2 separate regions of the Mus musculus genome follow, and region 1 is linked to region 2. The links are chromatin contacts, called in public Hi-C maps. All regions are on one chromosome and are shown on one strand. The core of a region is the stretch at or near the end of the contact, and the rest is flanking DNA. Distances in the headings are between cores, read along the strand shown.

The links. A called contact is a pair of places that touch in the nucleus more often than the background predicts.
Region 1: a contact with region 2 is called in a Hi-C map of the N1E-115 cell line, with 2.2 times the contacts expected there. The contact joins the enhancer-like site here to the promoter of 1700039I01Rik in region 2. A contact is called at or near these places in 3 of 39 promoter capture datasets (the 3T3-L1 cell line and neural stem cells), 1 of 484 Hi-C or Micro-C datasets (the N1E-115 cell line), 4 of 115 datasets of contacts at active chromatin or transcription factors (embryonic forebrain, embryonic midbrain, embryonic stem cells and 1 more) and 1 of 9 other capture datasets (embryonic stem cells).

The regions. Positions count from the first base shown.
Region 1 is chr1:63,566,610-63,571,622 of GRCm38.p6, forward strand. It overlaps Adam23 (a disintegrin and metallopeptidase domain 23), which reads left to right. Exons shown (of 26, transcript NM_011780.3): 21 at 1-98; 22 at 1,240-1,359; 23 at 4,301-4,469. Among named protein-coding and RNA genes, the nearest start is that of Gm22281, 6.5 kb to the right of the region's middle. Within about 2 kb of position 3,477, at least 1 of the 459 cell types and tissues checked has an H3K27ac peak or open chromatin away from gene starts, as enhancers often do. A contact at or near this core is called in the N1E-115 cell line, where this site is marked.
Region 2 is chr1:63,251,835-63,257,349 of GRCm38.p6, forward strand. It overlaps 1700039I01Rik (a long non-coding RNA gene), which reads right to left and starts at 1,362. Exons shown (of 3, transcript XR_373460.3): 1 at 652-1,362. It also overlaps a transcript of Zdbf2 not described here.

The DNA.
Region 1 (5,013 bases), core at 2,227-4,726, 320 kb after region 2:
GGGTCAGACAAGTTCTGCTATGAAAAGCTGAACACGGAAGGCACCGAGAAGGGCAATTGTGGAAAGGATGGAGACCGGTGGATCCCGTGCAGCAAGCAGTGAGTGGGTGGACCCCCCGGGGAATAGCAACTGCTTGCAGAAGGATGCCAAGTAAAGGGAATGAAAGTAGGGACTTGTGGATGAGTAGTGTGTGCATCCTATATGAACTGTCAAAAGGTTAGCAACATAATGCTCTACTAAAAATAAAAATAGGTAAATGTTAAAAGGAGAGAAAAGGCATAAAATAAACTATACTGCTCTGGACCTTTTTGTACATACAGCCTGTGTATATTGTCTCTATCTCTCTGGGAGATGTACTTAGCAAAATGATTGCCAGGTCCCAGGGATGCATATTTTCATTGTTATCAGATGACATAAAATGGTTGTGCACTAGGAAACTCTCCTGTAATGTACACTGTCTTCACCAATATGTGATCTTAGCAGATTTATAATGATTATCAGCTCTGGTGGGTGGGGACTGCTGTCTTGGCATGGTTTTAATCTGCATTTCCACATTTCCATGCCCCGTGGGCTGTGAACTTCCGTCTTAGAGACTTGACACTTCACTTGTTTGTCGTCACTCTGTATGACTCATTGTTTATTGAACAGCTAGGCTAGTGTGGAGGTAGAGATGTCCTTATGACAGATGAGTCATGCAATGTCACCAAGGATGCAGACCAGTGCTCCCCTTCTGCTTTATTGTGTTGACGTCTAAAATCTTACTCTTGTGAGCTCACAGTTGCAAGGCAGATGCAAGAGCTGCACATTCAAAGGTGGATCTTCTTCATGTTCTGGCTTTTCCTCACATCCGTTTCTAGGCAGGCTGTGCTGCCCTCCGCTCTAGAGTGGGGAGGAGGGATGCACAGGGCAGGAGATGTCAGGAACAGGAGCACGCTGCTACAGATGGAGAATATTGCTGGTCTTTCTTTCAACGGTGCACACTTCACTGCCATGAGTGAAGCTGTGCTCCTCTAGGTAAGGAAGTGGGGCTGGCATAGCTAGGACAGTGTCTGAGTGCATTTATTCTGCAATGAAGAGACTATTGAGGGATCTGAGGGCTGGAGATAAGGCTCTATTGTAGACTGATTGCCTGGTGTCTGAACTTTAGTTCCCAGAACTGTAACATGTAAAAACTAATGTATGTGTAATGGTGTTTTGAGCTGGATTCTTCCTGTCTTCTGCCTTCTCAAACCCGTGCAGTGATGTGTTCTGTGGATTTCTGCTTTGCACCAATCTTACCCGAGCTCCACGTATCGGTCAACTTCAAGGAGAGATCATCCCGACTTCCTTCTATCATCAAGGCCGAGTGATTGACTGCAGGTAACAGATAGAAGTCAGGAAACCCAGGAAAGAACGATGATCGCAGGTCTCAAACAAGAAAAAGCTGAAAACATGGAAGAGCAAAGATTTTGTAGTTTTCATCTTTTCCTCCCACATGAAGAACCACTTTGAAAAGTAGTATATTGATTTGCAAACTTCACTTGCCTAAAATCATAGTGGTTATCAGTAGTTAAGACCGTTTTCCAAATCACAATCTTAGGAATAGAGTTATGCTCCAAGTTATAACCCATCTACCCAAAGCTCTAGGTTAGAAGTGTTCAGATGTTAGAATGTTTGTAAGTGCACAATGAGGTAGCATGAGAATGGGACCCAACACTAAGCATGGGATTTTTTTTTTTTCACTTATACCTTATACACACAGGCTGAAGGAAATTCAGTCATTTGTGCATCTATTTTGTTGACATAGGAACCATGTGTATTCATTGAAATACCTCCATCCAAGCATACAGCACCTGTTAATTACGTCCAACCATCCCTCCATACCCTGCTTCACAGTCCCAATCCCTATTCCTCTCTCTTCTGCCATGAAGCCAACTTTTACAGGGTGATGCCTTTGTGAGAGGCTGTGTTTATCTTTCTGAGTGGAACTTAGTTTACATCTCTTCTGAAAACGACAGACTTCATTCTACTTTGTGGCTGATACTGTTATGCATACACTAGATCTTCTGTATCTATTTCCTTTGATGGCTAGCTGGACTGATTCTATATCCTGGCTATTGTGATAATACCACAGGAAATATATAGTAGTACTATCTCGTATCTAAAAGAACCCCCCATGCTGTTCTGGAGACTGTACTAATTTATGTTCCCACTCCCAGTGCATTAAGGGTCTTTTTTCTTCTGACTCTAGCCTGCATTTGTAATTATTTCTTAAATGACAACTGCTTTAAGTGAGTTGAGATGACATCTAATTGTGTTTTGAGCTGCAGGTCCCTAAGTCATTTTGAACTTGCCTGTATTTATTGGCCATTTATGTTTCTTCTGAGCAGTGATTTTTTCCCCCAGTACTTTTAGTGTGCCTGCATTTTAACTGTGACTGTGTTTTAAGTGGATGTTTCCACTTAGGGCATCCTATAAGTACTCATAAAATTTCACATTTTGAAGCATTTCAGAGTTCAGTGTTTTGGATTAGGGATAATCAATCCCTGTACTCATTTTATCACTGGCTAAAAATTTTGAGCATTGCAGTATATCACTATTTGAATACTGTGCTTCATTTTTCATAAAACATCCAGTTTAAGCAGGATATTATGTCGCATGTATCTGGTTTAGAGGATGCCCTAATAAGTACCCAAGCACATACAGATAATAGACATTAAATATTTTTATTGGTGTTATCACACACATCCTTTTTCATATCCATTCGTCTATGTACACATAGCACATAGACAAGAGGCGTGTGTTTTCAGCCAGGAAGCTGCATTACATCACAAGTAAGAGCCATTGCTTTCAGAGTAACCATGGTTCTATGGTGGCGCTCTCTTGTTCAGAGGCACTGCTGTTAAAACACCTTTGGGATCCTACCACAGAACTGACACAGTTCTTGTCCCTTTATTTTCACTCTCCCAGAATTTCAAACCACCTTTTAATGGGAGTGAATAAATGTTTGAAATTACCCAAGAGTAATTCTGCACAATTTCATGACGTCTTGGTCAGATAACTGTTACTTTTCCATCTTGTTGAATGGCTCTGAAGGTAATTTTAACTAGGCCTTAGAGAATAAGCCCCTCCCTGGGAAACATCTGTAGTATTGTCTCTAGACTTTCCATGTACACAAGCACTCTTCCAGCGTGTGTTACCTCACCTGTCTTTAATAGCCTTACTGAATTATAAGGCTATATTACAAACTACCATATTGGTAAAACATTCAGCAAGACTCCTTGTTAATAATAATTATATCCAGTTTCTAATTATTATCCAAATTCTAATTACCCCTAACGTTGAAACATAAAAGGTAAGCACTAGTAAAGTCCTGGCTTTCTCCTTTCAGTTGTGATAGCCCAATCCTTTGAGGTAATAGTAATGGTTTTCAAATCAAATACAGCCTTGCTCTGCTGTGTTTGCTCAGCATTATTTCCCTCCCATACTATCTTTTCCCCACCAGGCCTTGGAGAATCAATCACACACTTTCTTCTCTGTCTACACAAACACCTTTCACTTATCCTTAATATTGAGAACACCCAAAGAGTTAGAATATTTCCTGCTGATAATTGTTGTTCCTGATGCTGTGTGCTGTAAATGATAACAAACAGCAGTTTCTTTCTTGGACTTTTATTAAAGATAGGTGGGAGGGAAGAAAAGTCTCGAATAAACCCTGGCTCACTGTAACAGTATCTCTGTTTCACGAATGGCAAGCCTTGTGCGGGCTGGCTCTGTGTTGTTGGATAGTGTGGTGCTTATGTTTATGTGGGTCACTGTTGAGGTGTGGTCTTTTGCTATGTATTGTAATGCTGCATACTGGCTCTGGTTGTCCTTACCTTGCCCCGCAAGTTAGCCCTGATTGATAAATAAAGATGCTCACAGCCTATACTGAGGCAGAAGAGACTAGGTGGAGTTTCAGTTCCTGGGCTTGGGATCCGAGGCAGGAGACCACGGGAGATAAGGAAGAAGGTGGAGAGAGGAGAAGATGGCATTGGGTAGGTAAGTCATGGAAAAAAATGGCCATGAAGGTTGGCCAGCTGGAGATAAGAGCAGCCCAGATAGATAACAGAAAATTATAACTCAGGGTTATTGATAGGGAAGTAAACATTAATAGCTTAGAGGGTGGATATGTGCCCAAGTCTGATGGTGTGAAGGCTTCTCGTAAACATAAAGGCTTGTGACTTTTATCTGGGCACTGAATGATCGAAGGTGGGGTAGAACTGAGCCCCACCCCATTGAGATGAATTATTTAATACAACAGATCACTGTCTGCTTTCAGTGGTGCTCATGTAGTTTTAGACGATGATACAGACGTGGGTTACGTTGAAGATGGGACTCCGTGTGGCCCCTCCATGATGTGCTTAGATCGGAAGTGCCTACAGATTCAAGCCCTGAATATGAGCAGCTGCCCACTTGACTCAAGGGGTAAAGTCTGCTCCGGCCACGGGGTAAGTAAGTAAACAGCAGTGTGATGGTTTGACCTTCATTGTCTGGGACCCTGGGTTCACAGTGATAACACAGTCAGACACGGACATTTCTTACTGAGACTGTGGCCAGTTTCTGTGCCCTGATTATCATCATATTCTGAGTGCCTTCATCTGCTAAAATAAACGTTTATAAATTAATTTGAATTATTTATGTGTATGGATCACCTTCTCCAGCTATAACTCGACATCAACACATAGAGACAGGCAGGTGACACAGAGGAGAGCAAGGTGACAGGACCAGGAAGCTTTTCTTCTGGTGATGCTTGGTTAAAGCACAAGCTCACAGGGAGGCCAGGTAGCCTGGTGTGCTGATCACTTTGCTTGTTGACATAAAAACATATATATATATATATATATATATATATATATATATATATATACACACACACACACACACACAACATAAGTAATTCCAGAGAGGAGGGGGTGGCTTGGCTCATGGTTCAAGGGACATAGTCCAGCATGCTGGGGATGGTGTGGCAGCCAGGAACTTATTCCTCCTATT
Region 2 (5,515 bases), core at 112-2,611:
CCAGATTGTTGTATCCATTCAGAAAATTGGAGAAACCGATTTACTTATTGAATTAGTAGTTTAGTATGGTAGATAGAGATAAAGGATGAAATTTGGGAATAGACAACTGCAGGTGAGACACAGGATGAGCCATGTGGAAGGGGACCACAGCTCCTATGCCCCGTCCCCAGATGAGGTTAGGATTTGGTGTGATTAGAGATCTAGGGTTAGCAGTCAATCTTTTACCCTAGTAACTGTGTTTTTTTTTTTGGGGGGGGGTGGTGTTCTTGGGCTAGGTACACTGCTGTGTTGATTGCCAGTCTCAATGAAGCCTGGACTCTTGGTGAGAGTATATGTGATAGACCTCTCCCCTCAAACACTTTGGGCTCCCATAGACCTCCAGCTTTTAGTTGGAACTCTTTGGGGAATGATATGTGTTTGGGGGACTCTAAACATCCCAGTCAACTTGTCTTGGAACTCTCCAAATGTCCTATCCCTTAGGGTTCTCATCTTGGACTCTTTTGGGGTACCGTGCACTACAGTTTTGTTGTACCAGTGACAGTTTTTATATCTTTGTCACGACTCTTACTCAGCTCAAGAAGAACTCAGCTCCCCGGTTTCCCAAGTTTGATGTACGCCGCAATTCCGACAAAAAAGAGAGAGGATACTCACATAGCGGCCATCAGCAGGAAGCGTGCTCCCACTAGCGGTGTCTTCTTGGTTAGAGCTGATGTCCACGGCACAGCACCAGAGCAGCAGGCAGATCGATCATCACTTAGTGGGGTCCAAACCACTCCATTACCGAGCCAATCTAATCATGTCCCCCAGACTCAGCTGAGCTATGGTAAAATATGAAAGTGACTGAGAAGGAGAAAGATCGTCTTCAAGATTTGATTGTAAGAATGCAGGTGGCTCAAGTCCCACAAGATCACACAGAGCGACCCAGGGTTTGAGAAGAGCAGGTGCTTGCAGGAACACTCTAGAATCTTCATTGTACGTCCTGTGGATTAAAAGGGCAAAACGAGGTAATAAGCAGGGCTGCCGTCTGGCCTTATTTTCTGCCAAGATTTTAAAGCACGGTAGTGCACACCAGTAATGTCGAAGTTAACAGGCTTGCTTCTTTCAAGGATAGTTCATAGCGTGGGGCACAGTCACACTGTGTGGTAGATGCTGAGAACTATCTTTTCTTGTAAATCTGAACCTCCGTGACCTGGAGCTCCCTTCCCATCCCCCAGTCCTTGGAAACCTTTCTCATCTATGAGTGGCCCTCCGCTCCTTTAGTGCTTCCCCGGGCGGGCGTCTTGTCCTGCCAGCAGCTGTGTCTGTCCTTTTGTGAGGTTCTTTGTTTGCAGGACCTGCCACACAGATGTCTGTAGTGGCTGCCTTGCTTACTGTCGGTGTGTTTCGGTCTCATCTCTCCACTATCCTGCACGACTTGCTGCTCCTATTTTTTGCGCAGTCTAATTTCCTTTGGTTGTGTTAAGGATTTGTACACATTTTAATTTGTACACACAACACACCCTGTGTGTAGGGCTTGGAGCGTAGTTTTTTGTTTTGTTTTTATTTTGCTGCAGCTTGGTCTTCAGTTCACGGTTTTCTTGAAAACCTTCCATCCTCTTGTCTTGGATGCTCTGGCTACAGCCGTTTGAAACCTTGCTGGAGCCTCAGTCTGCCCACAGTTCTTTACATACTTCAGTGAAGGCTTATTTAAATCCCCCCCCCTCTCTCTCTGTGTGTGTGGGGGGGCACTTTTTTCCACCTTTCCGTGAGTTCTGGGGAGCAAACTTAGGTTGTTAGGCTTCTACCAAGTGCTCTTACCTACACTACCATCTTTCCAGCCCTTCACAGAAAATTAAACAGCTATATAGTCGTTATTCCTTTTTAAATTTTTATTTTATTTTACAAATTATTGTGTGAATGCTTTTCCTGTATGTGTGTGTGTGTGTGTGTATAATGTGCACCATGTCCATGCCTGAGGCTCACAGATATTAGAAAATGGTGTCAGATCCCTGGAATTAGAGTTTGGAAGTCTAGCTGGCCGAAGTGGGCACATACTTTTAATCCCAGCACTCCAGAGGCAGAAGCAGGCAGACCTTAGAGTCTGAGGCTAGCGTGGTCTACAGAGCAAGTTCCAGGGCAACCTGGGCTACATTGAGAAACTCTGTGTTGTCTTAGAAAAATAAAAACAAAAACAAACAAACAAAAACACAAAATACCCCAAAACAAAACAAAAAGGATGGTTGTGAACAATCATTTGGGTGCTGGGAACTATGGGTCCTCTCCAAAAGCAGTTAGTGCTTTTAACACCATCTGTCCAGTCAGTCGTAATATTTTTTATTTTTTTATTTTTTATTTTTTTTTTAAAGATTTTTATTTATTATTATATGTAAGTACACTGTAGCTGTCTTCAGACACACCAGAAGACGGAGTCAGATCTTGTTACGGATGGTTGTGAGCCACCATGTGGTTGCTGGGATTTGAACTCTGGACCTTCGGAAGAGCAGTCGGGTGCTCTTACCCACTGAGCCATCTCACCAGCCCCGTAATATTTTTTAAAAAGAATTGTTTGTTATGTATATAAGTAGGCTGTCACTGTCTTTAGACACACTAGAAGAGGGCATCAGATCCCTTTACAGATGGTTGTGAACCACCATGTGGTTGCTGGGATTTGAACTCAGGACCTCTGGAAGAGCAGTCAGTGCTCTTAACTGCTGCACCATCTTTCTAGTTCCCCATATTGTTTTATGAACAGATTCCAGTGTCTTTCTAGGCTAAAAGTTGGAGGCACAATTAAGATCTTCAAATATCAGTAAGCCTTGAGTTCACAACTCAGTGTTACCATCACATAAGCCACATGCTCAGGTTTTCAGTACATAGATGCTAACACAAACTTGTTAGGAAAGCTGGACACTCAGGACCAAAGCTGTGAGGGAGCCCCAGGAGCACGAGCTGTTTTCCTCAGGAAATAGTTCATCAAATCACACAGGAAGGATACAATGTAAAACGTTCAGCACACTTCACTTGCAGAATTATGATTTGTACGCTTTTGTTCTATAAATATGTATTCTTGCACATTTGGTTTTGCCTGACCAACATTTTGTTTTGTTTTGTTTTGTTTTAGACTTTTATCCACCAGAAACCTCAATCTTCCTTATTTTTCTTTAGTCAGGCAGGAACAAAGGATGGATACAGACCTGGTGTCCCAACCAGAGGCTTTTTTTCTTGAAAGCCCCCAACTACAAGATAATCTCTCCTCCTCCCCTTTGTAGGTGTAGCACTGGGGATCAATAATAGTGGGCTTTGTGAATAATAAGCTAGGCTTACCACCCCATCTTAGCACGCCTGTCTGTCGTTGTTGTGTTTGTTTTTTCCAGACAAGGTTTCTCTGTATAGCCCTGGCTATCCAGGAGCCACTATTTTTTTCCCTCAAAAGTCTTTGGAATGGCTTATTTCTAGGCAGCTACAGTATATTTCCCCTCACACTGGACATTTGCCAAGCTCCTGATAGTATCAACTATTCCCTGCTGTGAGCCACAGCCTCCATTTCCAATTCTGACTGTCCCTGTTCCTAACCAGCTGCTTCCTGCTCTAAGGTCTCCTCATTAGGGTCAGAGGGACAAAGAGAAAGAAGGCGCCAAATAGACACCACAATCTTCATACCTATTGTCCCACGGTGATGCCATTCATTGCTGGCTGTGAGCTTATTCCCCACAGAGAATATAGGCTAGGGATGGTCCTGCAGTAACTCCTCACTCAATGGGTTCAGGGACTTGCTCCCTGTTCCCTCGCTATGGGAATTAATTTCCTGTATACCTCAGCCCTTGACCCGACAATTAGATCCCACCTGGTCAGCTCTCTGTTGGGAAGGGGGAGGGGGAGCCCTTGCCATCAGTCCTTCCTCTCTATGGTCGGTCTGTCCGTTCCTGTCAGAACAGAGATGTCATTTTCCTCCCAATGGGAAGATTCATGATGACACTGGCAACAGAATACTTGAGGGTGGACAGAGATGTGGCTGGGACACTATGCTATGCAGCATGAAAGAGCTACAGCCCCTCAGTGACAGAGCCCTGAGTGTCCCAGTGCAGTTTCTGGGCTTTCCTTCGTTTATGTGAGTGTAGAAGAGCTAACATCCAGGGCAAGTGCAGACCGCCACAATGCTTTGACTCTCCTGTTTGCAACTCTCTTTTTACACTGTTATCCTGTCTTCCTCTAATTTCCTTGTGGCAGGAAGCAGGACTCAGCTTTGGGCTGACAAGATTTGGAGCTAGTCGTGGAGCAAATCTATGAGCCTTTCTCTAGACACCTCTATGGCCTGGCTTCATAATGGTTAAGTGTCAGACCAGTGACCAGGCGTTCTACACAGGGGGAACTTACTTTTGCAGATGAGCCTTTATTTATAATGAGGTGACACCTTGATAAACACATTGTAAGATGAACACATCTTAAATTGAAAACAGATTGAATACGCCTAAGCTACTGCACATTGTTGCTTAGCAACACTGCGCAGCAGAGTACCATTTTTTTTTCTCCTGGTGATTACGTGGCTGGCTGAGAGCTGTGGCTTGCTGCTCTGCCTGGTATCTGAAGTGTTTGTTATATTGCTAATCCAGGAAAAGATGAAAATTTAAAGTATGAAGCCCAGTCTCTGCTGAATGAACATTGCTCTCTCTTCCAACCTAAAACCCCATTCCAAGGCTTATCATCACCTCTGTGGGTGTCTTACTAGGACACACCCGTGGTTACTGTCTGGTTTTTATCCAGTTTATTTCTAGAGAGACAGCTAATGTCTAGGAGAGCCCTACTGGTAAGAGAGGGGGTGCAGGTCAGGTAAGAAGGGAGGAGGCAGGAGAACAAAGCGCAGGGGACAACAAATCACTGAGATAATTACAAATCCCAGAGAAGATGGGGTCTCCAAAGCCAGTGGGTAGGGGAAATTGCCCAGACCAGAGGCACACACAATGGGAGGGGACCGGGAGGAAGGGCAGGGTGTTAGCCCAGCAGGGTTCCATGGGGAGAGCTACTTGGGGGCTTGGGTCAGGCAGCATGAGTTCCATTGAGGTTCTGTGACAGAGGTGGCCAGAATGATTCAGTGGTCTGAACTCTCTATAAGGGACCTGGGGGTCAATTGGTAAGTCAGGTAGGTTTTACCCAGCTGTCTCCTAGGGAGGTGGTACCAGGATGAGGCTGCATAAGGCAGTGGACTGTATCTGTCACCTTGAGAGACTGGGACATCTGGCAATTGCACAAAAGGCTCAGCTGAGACTGAAAGGTGAAAGTAACCGTCGATCGCAGCTTTGTAGCAGGGGATATAAAATCCACTTGCAGCTCTCCTCGAACAGCTCAGAGAATGCTAAGCACACAAGACACTGTTACCGTACTCTTACTTTCTGTTTGTTCAAAACAGCAAATGATTTCGTTTTAAAGGAAAAAACCAGCAAGCAAGCAAGCAAACAAACAAAAAACCATCATGAACTTGAAAATGGAGTGAAGTAAGACTTCTTTCACCTACAAAGTGTTTTCAGAGCATATATGAAAC